5 separate regions of the Mus musculus genome follow, and regions 2, 3, 4 and 5 are each linked to region 1. Evidence: chromatin contacts called from public HiCAR-type, Micro-C and promoter capture Hi-C data. All regions are on one chromosome and are shown on one strand. Each heading gives the region's core, a stretch centred on a gene start, on an enhancer-like site or on the middle of the called end of the contact. The rest is flanking DNA. Distances are from core to core; before and after follow the strand shown. Region 1 holds the start of Evl (Ena-vasodilator stimulated phosphoprotein). Region 2 holds the start of Papola (poly (A) polymerase alpha). Region 3 holds the start of Traf3 (TNF receptor-associated factor 3). Region 4 holds the start of 4921507G05Rik (RIKEN cDNA 4921507G05 gene). Region 5 holds the start of B930059L03Rik (RIKEN cDNA B930059L03 gene).

Evidence for each region. Promoter capture Hi-C pulls out the DNA fragments that hold promoters and counts their contacts. A called contact is a pair of places that touch in the nucleus more often than the background predicts. HiCAR-type assays count read pairs that join an accessible place to other places.
Region 2: a contact with region 1 is called in a promoter capture Hi-C map of cranial neural crest. The contact joins the promoter of Papola here to the promoter of Evl in region 1. A contact is called at or near these places in 2 of 39 promoter capture datasets (cranial neural crest and frontonasal cranial neural crest) and 1 of 115 datasets of contacts at active chromatin or transcription factors (embryonic forebrain).
Region 3: a Micro-C map of embryonic stem cells shows a contact between it and region 1, with 11 times the contacts expected there. The contact joins the promoter of Traf3 here to the promoter of Evl in region 1. A contact is called at or near these places in 1 of 39 promoter capture datasets (embryonic stem cells) and 1 of 484 Hi-C or Micro-C datasets (embryonic stem cells).
Region 4: a HiCAR-type map of astrocytes shows a contact between it and region 1, with 4 times the contacts expected there. The contact joins the promoter of 4921507G05Rik here to the promoter of Evl in region 1. A contact is called at or near these places in 1 of 39 promoter capture datasets (cranial neural crest) and 1 of 115 datasets of contacts at active chromatin or transcription factors (astrocytes).
Region 5: a HiCAR-type map of astrocytes shows a contact between it and region 1, with 4 times the contacts expected there. The contact joins the promoter of B930059L03Rik here to the promoter of Evl in region 1. A contact is called at or near these places in 2 of 39 promoter capture datasets (cranial neural crest and hippocampal neurons) and 2 of 115 datasets of contacts at active chromatin or transcription factors (astrocytes and embryonic forebrain).

Annotation. Positions count from the first base shown.
Region 1 is chr12:108,553,435-108,556,009 of GRCm38.p6, reverse strand. Evl (Ena-vasodilator stimulated phosphoprotein) reads right to left here and starts at 1,290. Exons shown (of 13, transcript NM_007965.3): 1 at 797-1,290. The coding sequence starts at 801. It overlaps Gm16596 (predicted gene, 16596), which reads left to right and starts at 392. Exons shown (of 3, transcript NR_045753.1): 1 at 392-631.
Region 2 is chr12:105,783,444-105,786,018 of GRCm38.p6, reverse strand. It overlaps Papola (poly (A) polymerase alpha), which reads right to left and starts at 1,322. Exons shown (of 22, transcript NM_011112.4): 1 at 1,105-1,322. The coding sequence starts at 1,112.
Region 3 is chr12:111,165,072-111,167,646 of GRCm38.p6, reverse strand. Traf3 (TNF receptor-associated factor 3) reads right to left here and starts at 1,277. Exons shown (of 12, transcript NM_011632.3): 1 at 1,045-1,277. All of the region lies in intron 2 of 4930595D18Rik (RIKEN cDNA 4930595D18 gene), which reads left to right.
Region 4 is chr12:110,839,752-110,842,326 of GRCm38.p6, reverse strand. 4921507G05Rik (RIKEN cDNA 4921507G05 gene) reads right to left here and starts at 1,298. Exons shown (of 2, transcript NR_152102.1): 1 at 1,042-1,298. Mok (MOK protein kinase) reads left to right here and starts at 1,388. Exons shown (of 12, transcript NM_011973.2): 1 at 1,388-1,581. The coding sequence starts at 1,575.
Region 5 is chr12:110,590,091-110,592,665 of GRCm38.p6, reverse strand. It overlaps B930059L03Rik (RIKEN cDNA B930059L03 gene), which reads right to left and starts at 1,292. Exons shown (of 1, transcript NR_033340.1): 1 at 1-1,292.

The DNA.
Region 1 (2,575 bases), core at 41-2,540:
TATGAATGCTTTAGGAAGTACACCCACCGGCATATTCATTGCAACGTTAATGGGGAAAAGCTACACACAACTCAAAAGTCTACTAACAGTAGAATGGATACAGTGTGTACTATCTATACTATGCAGGACAGTAAGTAGATAATAGAAACACTATGGACGAACTTCAGAAATATCTTTGATGAAAGTAGGCAGACACAAAAATTACAACAGTGCATTATTTGATTTAAACAGTTCACAGAACAGGTGAACCGAATCTACAATTGGACGCTACGGTGTTTAAGAAAGATGTGCCTAGAAGATAAAATTGCACAGAAAAAAAGAAAAAGAAAGAGAGAAAGAAAACCCGGCATACGCTGCCCCGCGCCCCACCCCACCCCAGAAAGCAGGCTAAGGTTAGTCTGGAAAGGAAGGCTGGGTGCAGCAAATGAAGAGGGCACGCGGGTTTCTGGGTGTTGACAAGGTTCTAGCTGAGTGGCACATCAAAAGCCGTACCTTTTGGGGTTGCACACTCTGAGGGTTGGCAAGAGAAAGGGGACAGGTCAGAAGAGAAAGGTGAAGAGGAGAGCGCCCTAATGGAGAAGAGCTCCGTGCGGATGGCAAAGTGTGGACCGCCGGCGCGGCGCGCGCAGCGGTAAGGCACCGCAAGGCGGGCGCGGCCTCCCGCGGACCCCGCGGCCTGAGCGTCTTCTGGTGCTTGGGCCGCCGGCTGGGGGCTCTGGGGCCGCTTCGATGCCCGGGCACCCCACCCTCCACGCCGGGCGCTCCAGGCCTCGCTGCGCTCGAGGCCCCGACTCACCTCATCGTGGCTGCCGGGCGGGCACGGGGCCGGGGATGAAAGCGCGGCGCGACGGGACGCTAGCGGGGCAGCCGACCCCGGGCGCGGCGGCTCCGCGTCTGGCTGGGCTGCAGGCGGCGGCGGGGGCTCATCTTCTCCGGCGGGCGTCCGGGCCGCTAGCTGCGAGGCAGCGCGGCCGCGGCGGCGGCGGCGGTGGCGACTGACAGCTGGGCCCCGGCCCCTGCCATCTTGGCGGGCGCGCGTGCCCGGGCCGGCGCGTGCGCGTCCCGACCGCCCGCCGACGGGCCGGGGGAGGGGGCGAGCGGCGGGGTCTCGCGGGCGGGAGCGAGCGCGCGCGTCCGCCTGAGACTCGGGGCGGCGGCCGGAGGATGGGGTCCGGGGTGCGGGGTGCACGCGGGGCGGAGGACCCCTCCGCCCGCCGAGGAGACTGCGCGCGCCGACGCCCCTCGGTCGGCGGCCGCGGAGGGAATGAGCGCGCGCCGCAGCGAAGCTCCACACAAAAGGCGCGGGGCTCCGTGGTCCGCGCCTCTAAGAGGGCGGGGCGTGAGGGGCGGGGCAGGGGTGTGGCCCAGGTTCAGAGGGGCGGGGCGAAGCTTTGTGGAAAGGGTGGCTGGGCAACCGGGCCTGGGGGCAAGACGGGGGGCGTGGCCTAAGGTCCCAAAGGAGATACTGTAGCTTAGAGGAATGGGGTTAACTTAGTGAATTCCAGGGTCTTGTCTGCGAGAGAAAGACCGGGGCGACCTTAACGGGAAAGCTTAGGGATCTTAGGTCTAGGAGAGGCCTGGAGGATGGGGTTAGTAGGGAGAGACAAAGCGGAGCTCCGCGGAAAGGGCTGGAGGGTGGTGGGCCTGGGGCCGGGGTTTGGGGCGTTGACCTGGAGCTAGGCGAGCAGAGTCGGGCAGAGACCCCACAGAATCCCTGGTGGTGGAGGAGTTGTATAGAAAAGGGCAGGTGGAGAGGCTTAGGGCAAAGGGTGTGATTTGTGAGGCAAGGCTGAGCGGGGAGAGTGCCAGGAGGCACGTGGAGCCCTACTGAACCGGCTTTCCAGTGCATTCAGAACAGAGCATTATGGGCTGAAAGTTGCAATTTTTAAACGGATCCCTTGCTCTGCAGTACTGTTAGCAATGCCTGAGGTTATAGTTCTCCTAACCTCATGTGTTCCCTTCTTCCTGGGAACCAGATTGGTCTCTTTGTTACAGAAGAGCCTTGTCACATCCTAAGAGTTATGAAAATACTCAGGCCTCAGGTCACCTGAAGGTATTCCAGGTGTCCCCAGGAGAGTCCGGGTTGGTGCACACTTTTATTCCAGCCAGACATTGTGCTTTTCCACCAATCTCCAGGTGTCTGTCCCTGGGGTCTAACAAGTTGTTGCCATTCTGTAACTTGGAGGGAAGAATTAGTTGGTGGGTTTGCTGTAAAGATAGTGTCCTTCCTCTGCACCCCACACTAGAATCACTGACACTTTTGAGGAGAACCCATTTTCCAAAGCCAAGAACCGGTGGCCTCCAAAAAGAAATCTTTTTGAGGCCACATGTTTCAAAAACTGTTTAACTTTTTGTAACATTTTATATCAGAAGAGTGGGAAACACCAAGTTCTTCTACATCCAAGGAATAAAGCCTTCTTTCTGCTTTGCTCAAGAGAGGTTGGCTTCAAATGGCTAGCTGTTAGGGAAAGGGGAAGGGCGGGTGGGGGTAGGGAGAAATGTGAGCAAGTCCCTTTCAGTCTGTTTCCTACTGACCTTGGTGCCTCAACAGATCCTCAGCAGCCTGTAAGGTGAG
Region 2 (2,575 bases), core at 73-2,572, 2.8 Mb after region 1:
TGTACTCTCCCTCCTACCTTCACTCCCAGACACAAGATAACATTTCTAATCCGAAGCCTTCCCTTTAGAGTGTGCAACCATATCTTTTTTTAAGCACTGATGTATCAGAAAAAAGTCTGGATGAGCTAATACAAGGTCATCATGTGACAACACCTCACTCACTCACATCTACTTGAACCCCACTGAAAAACACCAAACATCTTTATAGATTCTATTCTCGTGCTCCTTTACCCTTGTTCCATGAATAAGGAGTCAAAGGGAACTTTGTGGTTAATTAAGCCCAACAAATGTTATCACTACAGAAATACAGCTGACAGGTCTCTGGACTAAACATCAGGGTCGAGTAAAGCTAGCAAGCTAGTGTGTGAGAAAGAAAAGCGCATGAAATCCATTTTTAAATTAGTAAGTACAACCCTAGATCTGTCACATTGAGGCTACGTCCAAAACTGCCTCTCTTGTTTGGAAGAAAAGCAGTCGCACGACCTAAAGCCTTTTCGCCAAGATAGGTTAGTTGGAACATAAAACCCTCATCTACTTTCGAATCCCAACAACCGGTTTCCAAATATCTTTCTTAGGAGAAAAGGGGGGAGGGGGGAAATTAAGTAAAGAAAAATCACGGTCAAGTGTGTAAAGTAGACCTAGCGACATTAGAAGGCCTAAGTGAATTAGCTCAAAGCGTACACTCGCAATCACAACACAAGTGACCCAAGGGCGGGAGCGATCAGGTAGCGCGCCGAAGCCAGGTTGCCTAGTCACAACAAAGCAGGGACGGCGCCGCCCCGCAGCCCGCCGTTCCGGAAGCTGCCCCCGGGCCGCCAGCGCGGCCTGCTCCCTCCCGGCCCCGGTTCCTCACCCGCTCCGAGGGAAGCGGAAGTGGGGAACTAGGGGGCTGGACGGCGCCATGGTGAAACCGGGACAGGAAGGAACCCGGGAGCCGCGGCCCGCCAGTCCGCGCCGGGCGCCGTTCCGCTTGGGGATCCTGCGGGGGCCCCGCGCCCGAGGGGCCGGAAGCCGCGGCCCGGGGCGCCCGTGCGCCTCCCCTCCCCCTCCGCCACCCCCGGGGCCCGGCCGGCGTGCGCCTCACTCAGCACGCCAATCACTTACAACGGCATCGTCTCCGGCGCCGGCACCGCCCAGTCACTTCCCCCCCGCGACCGCTGCCGTCCTGGGCATGATCCACCGAGGCGGGAAGGACGGCAGCCTACCTCAGCCCCGGGGCCAACCCAGTCCTGCACCCGTGCCCCGCCGCTTTAAGCGCTTCTCCTCCTTCCCCTTCGTCCTAACATGGCGCCCGAGCGCTACCACAGCAACGTTCTAGAACCGCTGACGCCGCCACGCACACCGAGCGCGCGCCTGCGCGCGCGCTGCGCGACGCCGCAAGACCTGACGGGAAATGTAGTTCTCGGCGTGAAGCGGCGCTTCTCCCCCTCCCCCCCCCCCCCCCCCCCCCCGGTGATCTCACGCTTTCGTGGTAGAGCGTGGGATGGGTGCGGGAGGCTCCGAGCGAGAGGCTGTAGTTCATTCGCTTGGCGACGCCGTCCTGGCGAATGAGAGTGACGCAGCCGTGGCAGCGATGAGAAGGGGGCGCGGCCCAAGCGGGCGCCACGTGCGGGGCAGCCCAAGCGCGGGGGATGCCTGGAACCGAGAGCTGTTCGGTGCCAGTTGCACCTCCGCTGCGTGGGAGAACTGCTTTTTAAACATCGATGTGAGTGAGGACTTAAATGTGTTAGAGCCCAGTACAGAGCCTGTCCCAGAAGTGTGGCCGTGGATCCCCTCCCCTGACGATGACCCTCTGCATCTGTGTTGCCCAGACCTGTGCTTCTCATGCCAAATGTGCAGGGCAGGGGATTCCGGACCAAGGCAATAATTTAATAAAATTGACAGTAACCTTTGGGGTTTTGGCGGGTTTTTTGTTGTTGTTGTTGTTGTTGTTCTTGTTTGTTTTATAAGACAGGCTCCCATGAAGCTACTAGCCCTTAGTTTCTGATCCTCCTGCCTCCACCTCCTGAGTGTTGACATTACAGGTGTGAAACACCACTACCAATTTTATGTGATAGATTGGAATATACTTCTGGGTGTGACTATGACCTTGTCTCTGTGCTGAAGAGTTAATGCAGTTGGGCAGGTGAAGTTCGGGTTACTGGACCATACTCAGAAAAAGGAGCCATTCCTAGTATGCTGGGTTCATCTTAAGATAATGTATTTTTCCTTCCTAAAATTTCCAGCCCCTGGCACACTTCTTACGGGGTTTGGCTGGGTACACTCACCATTCTGTTCTGAGTAATCATTAGAAAGGCCCAACTATTCCTTTTCCTTCTCATAGCTTCTTGAAAGAAGCTTTTGGCCGGGCGTGGTGGCGCACGCCTTTAATCCCAGCACTCGGGAGGCAGAGGCAGGCGGATTTCTGAGTTCGAGGCCAGCCTGGTCTACAAAGTGAGTGCCAGGACAGCCAGGGCTACACAGAGAAACCCTGTCTCGAAAAACCAAAAAAAAAAAAAAAAAAAAAAAGAAAGAAGCTTTTGGAGGTCCCCTGCACTTAGGGCTTCCTTTCACTCCTAAAGCTCCCTCCCCATCC
Region 3 (2,575 bases), core at 28-2,527, 2.6 Mb before region 1:
ACAGCATTTCTAAAGATTTCACTTGTGTATCTAGTCACAGAAATGCTACCAAAAAAAAAAAAATTATGGCTCCTCTTCAGTTGTATGCTGTGAATGTAAATTAAGATGACAATACAACACTCGATAAACCCTTTAAGACTCCACAAAAAAAGAGCATACTTACAAATGTGTGTACGTAACACACACACACACCCTTCTATTTCATTCTCAAAACTGAGTCAAAGCTCAGTACAAAAGCCGTGAAAATAAAATCAGTTCCTTCAACCGATCATTAATCTGAATGCTTCTTCGATTTCAGAGCACGTCCACAACACTTCACCCATTTGCATGTTGTTGCCGTTTTAAATTAAAGGTAAAGAATTGTCCACGCAGAATTCTCTCTAAAGGTCTAATCCTGATACCCGGGTCCCCAACCGGTGGTGATGACAGTGTAGAAACGTGGCGAAACGTACATGAGCCATAGCCTGGCGCCTCCAAAACCTGCAAGCCCCGCGGCAAGGATCGTTTTAATGGCTCGCCCGTGGGGAGCCCACTCTGACCTTTGGTGTTAATCGAAGGTGGAAGGTGTGCATTCGGCCCCAGCTGGATCCCAGAACCGCCTGCCTTCCAGCCTCTCTGCAGCTCTCCGACTATGAATCAGTCATTCATCTGCAGAGCAATGACTCAGTATAAACTTTTAAATAATGGCTCAAAAACCCACCTCCACCAGCCAGGGCGAGCACGCTCATCTATGCGGGCACCCTGTCTCCGCCGCTCCGCACCGCGCCAAAGCCCCGGGCCTCGGAGATGCTGACGGCTCGGCACCCCTCGGGGCGGGCACCCAGGGCTCGAGGCCTGCCTGCCCCGTCTGCCCGGAGCGCCGGCGCCTCGGGCCCGGAGCTGGCCGCACACACAAAGTTTCCAAAGTTGGGGCGGCGGGCGGGCCGCACCGCAGACGGTGAGGCGGCCGGGCCTGGCAGCGAAGGACCCGCCGGGCCCGGGGCCGCCGCCGGGATGGAGCCGCCCGCCGCCCCGCCGCCCGCCGCCCCCGGCCCGCGACCTTACCCCGAGGCCCGCCCGTTCGGCCGGCTCAGGGGCGCCGCGCGCATCCTCCGCCGCCTTCTGCAGCGTCCAGCTCCCCGGGCAGCCCCATGTCGGGGGGCGGGGAAGGGCCGGCGGCCGCCGCCGCCGCCGCCGGCTGGAAAGTCCCTGCTGGGCTGCAACCCGGCTCGCGCACGCGGCGGCCGCCGGCCGCGCCGCCTCACGCACCCTCGCGCTGGCACTTCCTCTCGCGCGCTGGAAATCCCCGCGGGCCGCCTGGGCGCGCGCCCCAGCGCGCCCGCCCCCGCCGCCCGCGCGCGCCTCCCCGCCCCCCCCCTCATCCCCTTCGGCTGGCGCGCGCCCGCGCCCGTTGCTAGGGACCCTCGGCCCCGCGCTCGCCGCCGGCCTTAGCAACGGCGGCGCGCGCCCCAGGCCCTCAGGGCCCTGGCCCCTCCGCGCGCGCGCGCGCGCCCTCGCGCCCCGCCCGCGTCCCGGTCTTTCCGGGTCAAAAAGCCAGTCGAGCGGAGGGGAAGCAAGGAAGGTTCCTCGCCTTGCCACCTCGACGGGCGGCCCAACAGTCTCGCCTACTCGGGCACTCAGGTCCTTGCACCTGTAGAAGACACTCACTCGCGGGCGCCCATTGACACGCGTGCAGAGTTCGTTCCTAGTGTCTCCTGTCCAAGAACACACATCTTCACCGACAGAGTTCACAGGCAGGCGGGCAGGTCTCACAGTCCACATTAGCACACAGCCATGCCACCCTCACACATGCCCCTCGTATGCTCACAGGCGGGTCTGGTACCATCTGACCCAGCTCTAGGGGTTTAGCAGAGTCCTCCTCGGCTCCCTACATACCCACCCGAAGTGGATCTGCCCTGTGTGGACAGGGTGGCCAATTTGTCCTGGGTACTTCTCTAAGCCAGGGACACCCATTTCTCCAGCAGCTTCATCTTGCTGTCTCATGGTCACAGGGCCCCACCAGATGTCCCTACTGCCATGGCAAGATGGGAGCAAATGGGGGTCTATCCTTACAAAGTTCAGACACTTGAGCAAAGAGGCCATGATTGTTTCCAAGTCATCTGGAAGCTCACACATCCCTTCTCAATAAAGTTTGTCGGATCCTAGGCTGGAACGGAGACCAGTGTGACCAGGCTGCGCAGGAAGTCCAGCATCTTCTGTCCAGCTTACCTCATGGAATGTTCTAGAAGCCTGGATAGTCTGACAGGACATCTCTGAATGCAGTAGCCCAACAGGTGCCTGTTCGAGAGCCCACATAGGCCTTGCTAGCCAGGCTCAGCTAGGCCAGTGGCGCCCTCATCTGGGCCACAGGCCACAGTTCTGAGTTCAGAGTCAGGTCAGATCCAGGGTTCCCCAAGGCAACAGTGCTAGAACGACAGTCCCATCTATGAGGACCCTGGAGCTCACTATTAGCCCCTTTCCCCTCGTGGGTGTCTTTAATGGCCCGGAATGCTCAGAGTGCCCCTGCCTTCTTTAACCGTGTTCTCAGACCTCTACTGTTCGACCCCAGCCCTGTCCAGGGCACCTTTCTCACACG
Region 4 (2,575 bases), core at 49-2,548, 2.3 Mb before region 1:
AACTGTTAGACAAAAAAAAAAAAAGAAAGAAAAATAGACAAACAGAAGGGCTTTTCAGATGTTACTTCTATTTTTCTATTTATTTATTTGTTTATTTATTATGTATTTATTTACTTATTATATTACAGTAAGTACACTGTAGCTGTCCTCAGATACTCCAGAAGAGGGCATCAGATTTCGTTATGGATGGTTGTGAGCCACCATGTGGTTGCTGGGGTTTGAACTCAGGACCTTTGGAAGATCAGTTGGTGCTCTTAACCACTGAGTCATCTCGCCAGCCCCAGATGTTACTTCTAATTTGCTAAAACACATCAGTTGTTCCAGGGGCCAGTTTGAAACACACCCTCCATAAAATATGTACACGTTGAAACCCTTTGCGCCCAACTTCTTCTGGGCACAGAAACACAGGGAGTCAGAAGCCATGGGCTGGTGTCTGGGTTCAGTGATCCACCAGGAGGTGCCCCTGACAAAGCTCTTTATCATCTTGGGACTCCAACAACAGGATATATGGTTTCTATTGCCCAAGTCAGCAAAAACACTTCTCCCATCTGCCTGTTTAACTGGGTCAAAGGGTAAAGTTTGTCCTGAATCCTCAATGCTTAAAATCAGGCTTGCCCCTAGACAGATAAGAATGATACAGAGGTGACAGGTGCTGATTCCCCTGGCTTTTGGACAAACATTTATTAAGCACTTGCAGTGTGACAGACCCTGTCAAGCCTTAGGCAAAAGCCCCTAGGAATTGGGTGGGGCACCAGGGACATCTCATTTAGTCTTCACTGCGACCACTTGGGTAAGGATTTTTCTTTTTCTTTCTTTCTTTATTGAATTTAAATGCAGTTTATTTTTAGACAACCCACATGACTTTTTTTTCCCCTTTTTTTCTTTTTGAATTTAAATGCATGGGGTGAGAATTTTTCAACCTCACTTTACAGTAACAAGAATTTAGGGATCTCGTCTAGGTCGCTTTTCATTATATCTCCAATGCGTGCAACACTACTTTTAGCAAAGTAAATGTTTGTTGAATTAAGCAGTAAAACTTACAAATTACACAGCAGTAGCTATCAGGCTGCTTTGATGCTCAACTGTAGGTGTTGTCAAGAACAGGCTCCAACTAGTGTTACAGGCAGTTAAAGCTCAAGGAAATTGTTCTCGTCTGGTTCAACATCGTTACATTCTCGGGAGAGCTGGGAAGAGTCAGTCCCACCAAGGTCGCCTACTCACTAGGTAAGAAATTATACTTAAATTTAAAGCGGCGAGAGGTTGCGTAGCGACCGAACCGAGGCGGCAGGCTGCACCGCGCATGCGTGAACGGGCCAGCGGTTTTTAAACCCTCTCCTTTGCGCATGCGTATACGCATGTCTCCGGAACGCCCCTCCCTCCTAAGGGTCTGGCGGTTGCTAAGGCGACAGGAATACAATATGGCGGCCGGATCCTAACGCTCCCCAGCCAGGGACCACCGCGAAGGTCCTCGAGCCGGAAGCCACCTCTGGAAGGGAGAAGGCCGGTACCACAGTCTCCTCTTTTCTTTTCGGTCCGGGGCCGTCCAGGGGCTGACGGCGTCATCCGCGTTCAGGATGAAGAGTGAGTGGGGCCGGAGAAGGGCTGAGGGTCCCCGGGGCCTGCGGGGCGGCGCCGCAGGTACCCGGGGCTAGGCAGCGGGTTCTGCTGGAGTTTGAGGAGTTGTGTCATTTCGTTCATTCACTCGCTCATTCGTTCGTTCGTTCGTTCGTTCGTTTGTCGGATCGCATCTGAAATCTCAAGACATTGGCCGTCGGCTCTGAGCGCTCACACGGTGGCTCCCCGCCCCTGCGGGACGGCGGCTTAAACCGCGTTCGAGAGGGACGCTGGGCCGCCTATCTTACTTTCTGAGTTAAACAGTTGTGGTTCTGAAAGCATCCTTTTAGCGGAATGTAAAACGGTTGCTTAGAAGTTGGGAGATGAGGCAGTCTTTCTAGAAAATAGAAGGACTGGAAAACTGGACTTAGTGCCGGGTTTGTGGGTAACCTGGAGTCCAAATGCGACTAGACAAGTCGGTTTTGTTGGGACCGCTGTTTGATTTTCATAGATATACGGTTATGATTGCCTGTGATAGTGTAGCCAGAAGTGTAGTCTCTTACCGTGATTAGATTGTGTTCTCTGTAGTTACAATATCAAATTGACACTACATTTTAATTGCAGTGCAGTAATTTCTATGTACCATAAATGACATAACATTTAAAAAATAAGTCATCTCATTCACCCTTCAGTCTTGTGTCACTGTGTCACTCCCTTTAAGGAAGATTAATGTGGTCTTGAGGGGAGTGACGGGCGCATTCATTCCCCTCACTTAGAGGCAGAGGCAGTTGAATTTCCATGAGTTTGAGGCCAGCCTGATCAGTATAACAAATTTCAGGATAGCCAAGCCTACTAGACAGAAACTGTCTCAAAAAAAAAACAAAAAAAAACAAAAACAAAATCTGATGCAGTAGCATGCACCTGCAATCCCAGCATGCCTATGGTGAGATGGGAGCAGAGATAAGAGATTCCCAAAGAGCTCGAAGTTCAGGCATATGCAGTGCTAAACACCACAGACACT
Region 5 (2,575 bases), core at 43-2,542, 2.0 Mb before region 1:
TTATTCAGGAAATTCTAACATCATGGAGAGAGAGAATTGTGTCCATGCTTCTGACAGCACCCCCACACCAGGGCTACCTTCCAGGGTTACCAGTATCTTGGGCAGGAAGCAGTGGGAAACAGACATCGCTAGGGCTTCCTTGGAACAGGCATGGCTATGACCCTGGAGGGAATCAGCACAAATTTCCAGATTTTTGAGCCCTAGAACAGTAAGACTCAGGGACAGAGTCGGAGACAGGCAGTTTACTACAAAGAAAGGAGAGAGGGAGACAGAAGTCAAGCCAGGAAGTGCACGCCTTTATTCTTAGGGCAGAGGCAGGGACATCTCTTGAGTTTAGGGTCTACACAGTGAGTTCCAGGTCAGCCAAGAAGAGACTCTGTTTTATAGACAGACAGACAGACAGACAATAAGGCTAGCCAAGGCGAGACCCTGTCTTATGAGTAAATTAGAGAAAGAAGGAAAGAAAGAGGCACCCAGTGAGTGGTAGTGGGAAAGACGGGGTGCTCAAAGTCCTCATCTATGTGAGTTCTGGTCCTCCATAGTTATTTACATAGCAAGCACCTCTACCTCTTTACGTTACCACGTGTCCGGTACACGCCACTTAGGTGGGACGAGTTTCCTGACCCTGCTTACTGGTTTCTTTCGTTAATCTCTCGGCATCCCCAGCCTCCCACCTACTTCAGTTCTCAGAGCTGCTACAGGGGACAGGTTGGCCCTGTCCTATCCACGCTACGGTCGCGTCTCGGGGTTCCATGACGGGGGTCACATGGGACCCTGGTCACCAACCCCGCCTATCAAGTGGAAAGTGACGGGGCTGTAACCCAGGACCTGCCGTTCAGTTCCACGGACGCCTGTTTGCCGCTGTCCAGAAGCCACTTCTGCAGAGTGGCAGGTCGATCACGTGTCGCCAGGGGAGCGGTCACGTGTGGCCTCGAACGATCATGTGAGTCCTCAAGCCAATCACCGCGGCCTGGAAGAAGGGGCATTGCGATTGGCTCATTTTCCTCCCGTGAATATCGCGAGATTCAGAGTCAGACACTTCCCGATTGGTCGATGCGCTGCGTCATTTCCCTGCGCCAGCGTTTAGGTGAAGGTAGTCGGTCTCCCTGTCCTGTGTGCCGTGGGCCAAGCGTCTAAGCTTGGGTCCGGGCCGTCCGCGGCCCTCACTCCCCTCCCGCCAAGGGACGCGGCCCCCTCTGCGGCTTCCTCTAGACGTCGCTGCCTTGTCCTAAGTCAGCCTGCGTTCGAGCTGCCGAACCGAGGTTTCGTGCGGCTTCCTGGCGCGGTGACTCATCCAGTCACGTGCGCCGTGGAGGCTGCGCCTTGCGGAGATCTCCGCCCTGCCGAGATGGCAGAGACCTTCCCGGGGCCGCCCTTGTCCTGCTGCCGTGTTCTGGTGCAGCTGTGCTGAGCTGATATCCTGTTGACTTTGAACTCTTCTCCGTTTTCTGCATGCGCTTTGTCTCATTCCTACGGGGTACCTGCTGCCATCCGCTTGCTCTTTGGTTTGGATGCCGGGTAGCCGTGCTGAGTCCCAACTCTGATGCTCCTGCCTCCACCTTTCCAGTGCTGGCATGGAAGGCGTATGTCAGCACGTCCACCTTACACACACGTACCCACATTTGATTGCCTCTCCACTTGGATCTTGCTGTTCTCGCTGATCCCACATTTATCTGTACATTGCGTCCATCAGACGCAGTTTTGAGTGTCCCACACGGTGCCAGACTGAAGGTACAGCGATAAGTAGGGTAATAGGGACATTGCTTGTAGAGGGCTCACGGGCTATCCTGGGGTGACTGGTTGGAGGGATGTTTTTGCAAGCTCCCTCTTGGCTGCAGTGTGGAATGTTTGAGAAGAAGGTGTTGGGCCGGCAGGAAAAGTTAGTCCTGGGGTGAGGATGAATTCGAATTTGGAATGAGTGCCAGAACCTTTCTAGTTTCAATTTGGCCATATTTTATGGAGACCGCTCAGCAGTTAGGTCCATGTACAGTTCTTCCGGACAATCCGAGTTTAGAGTCCCACGTTAGGGACAGACTATTTATAACCCTAGCCCCAGGGGACCGAACACCCTCTTGCTTCCGTGGGCACTTGCACTCATATGTACAAATCCACATACAGAAACAAACACATTTAAAAAAATAAAATCTTAAGGAGTGAGAGCGTGTGCTGGGGTTTTCTCACTTCTCTGCTCACATTTGCATCTAGCAACACTTCAGGCAGGTGAGGATAATTCCTGGTTTCTGTTTTTCAGCATGGAAAACAGTGCGGCCGGGAGTAGCTGGCCTTACTGCTCAGACTAGGTGAATTTTGCTGATGGCTAAATTTTTGAAGCAGAATTGCAGAGTCAAAATACATGACACCCTGCAGGGTGGAACGTGTTTCTAATGCCAGCATTCAGGGGGCTGGGTAGTAGGATTTTTGGTAAGACTGTCTCAAAATGTTTTCAACACTTACCTTTTAAAACTTTCAGTTGCATTTTTAAGGGTCCTACAAATCTGCAAGCCACCAACAGTAAACTGAAGTGACCCACCCTTCCTCACCTGCTACTGGGGTTACTTTCCTGTCCTTCCAGAAG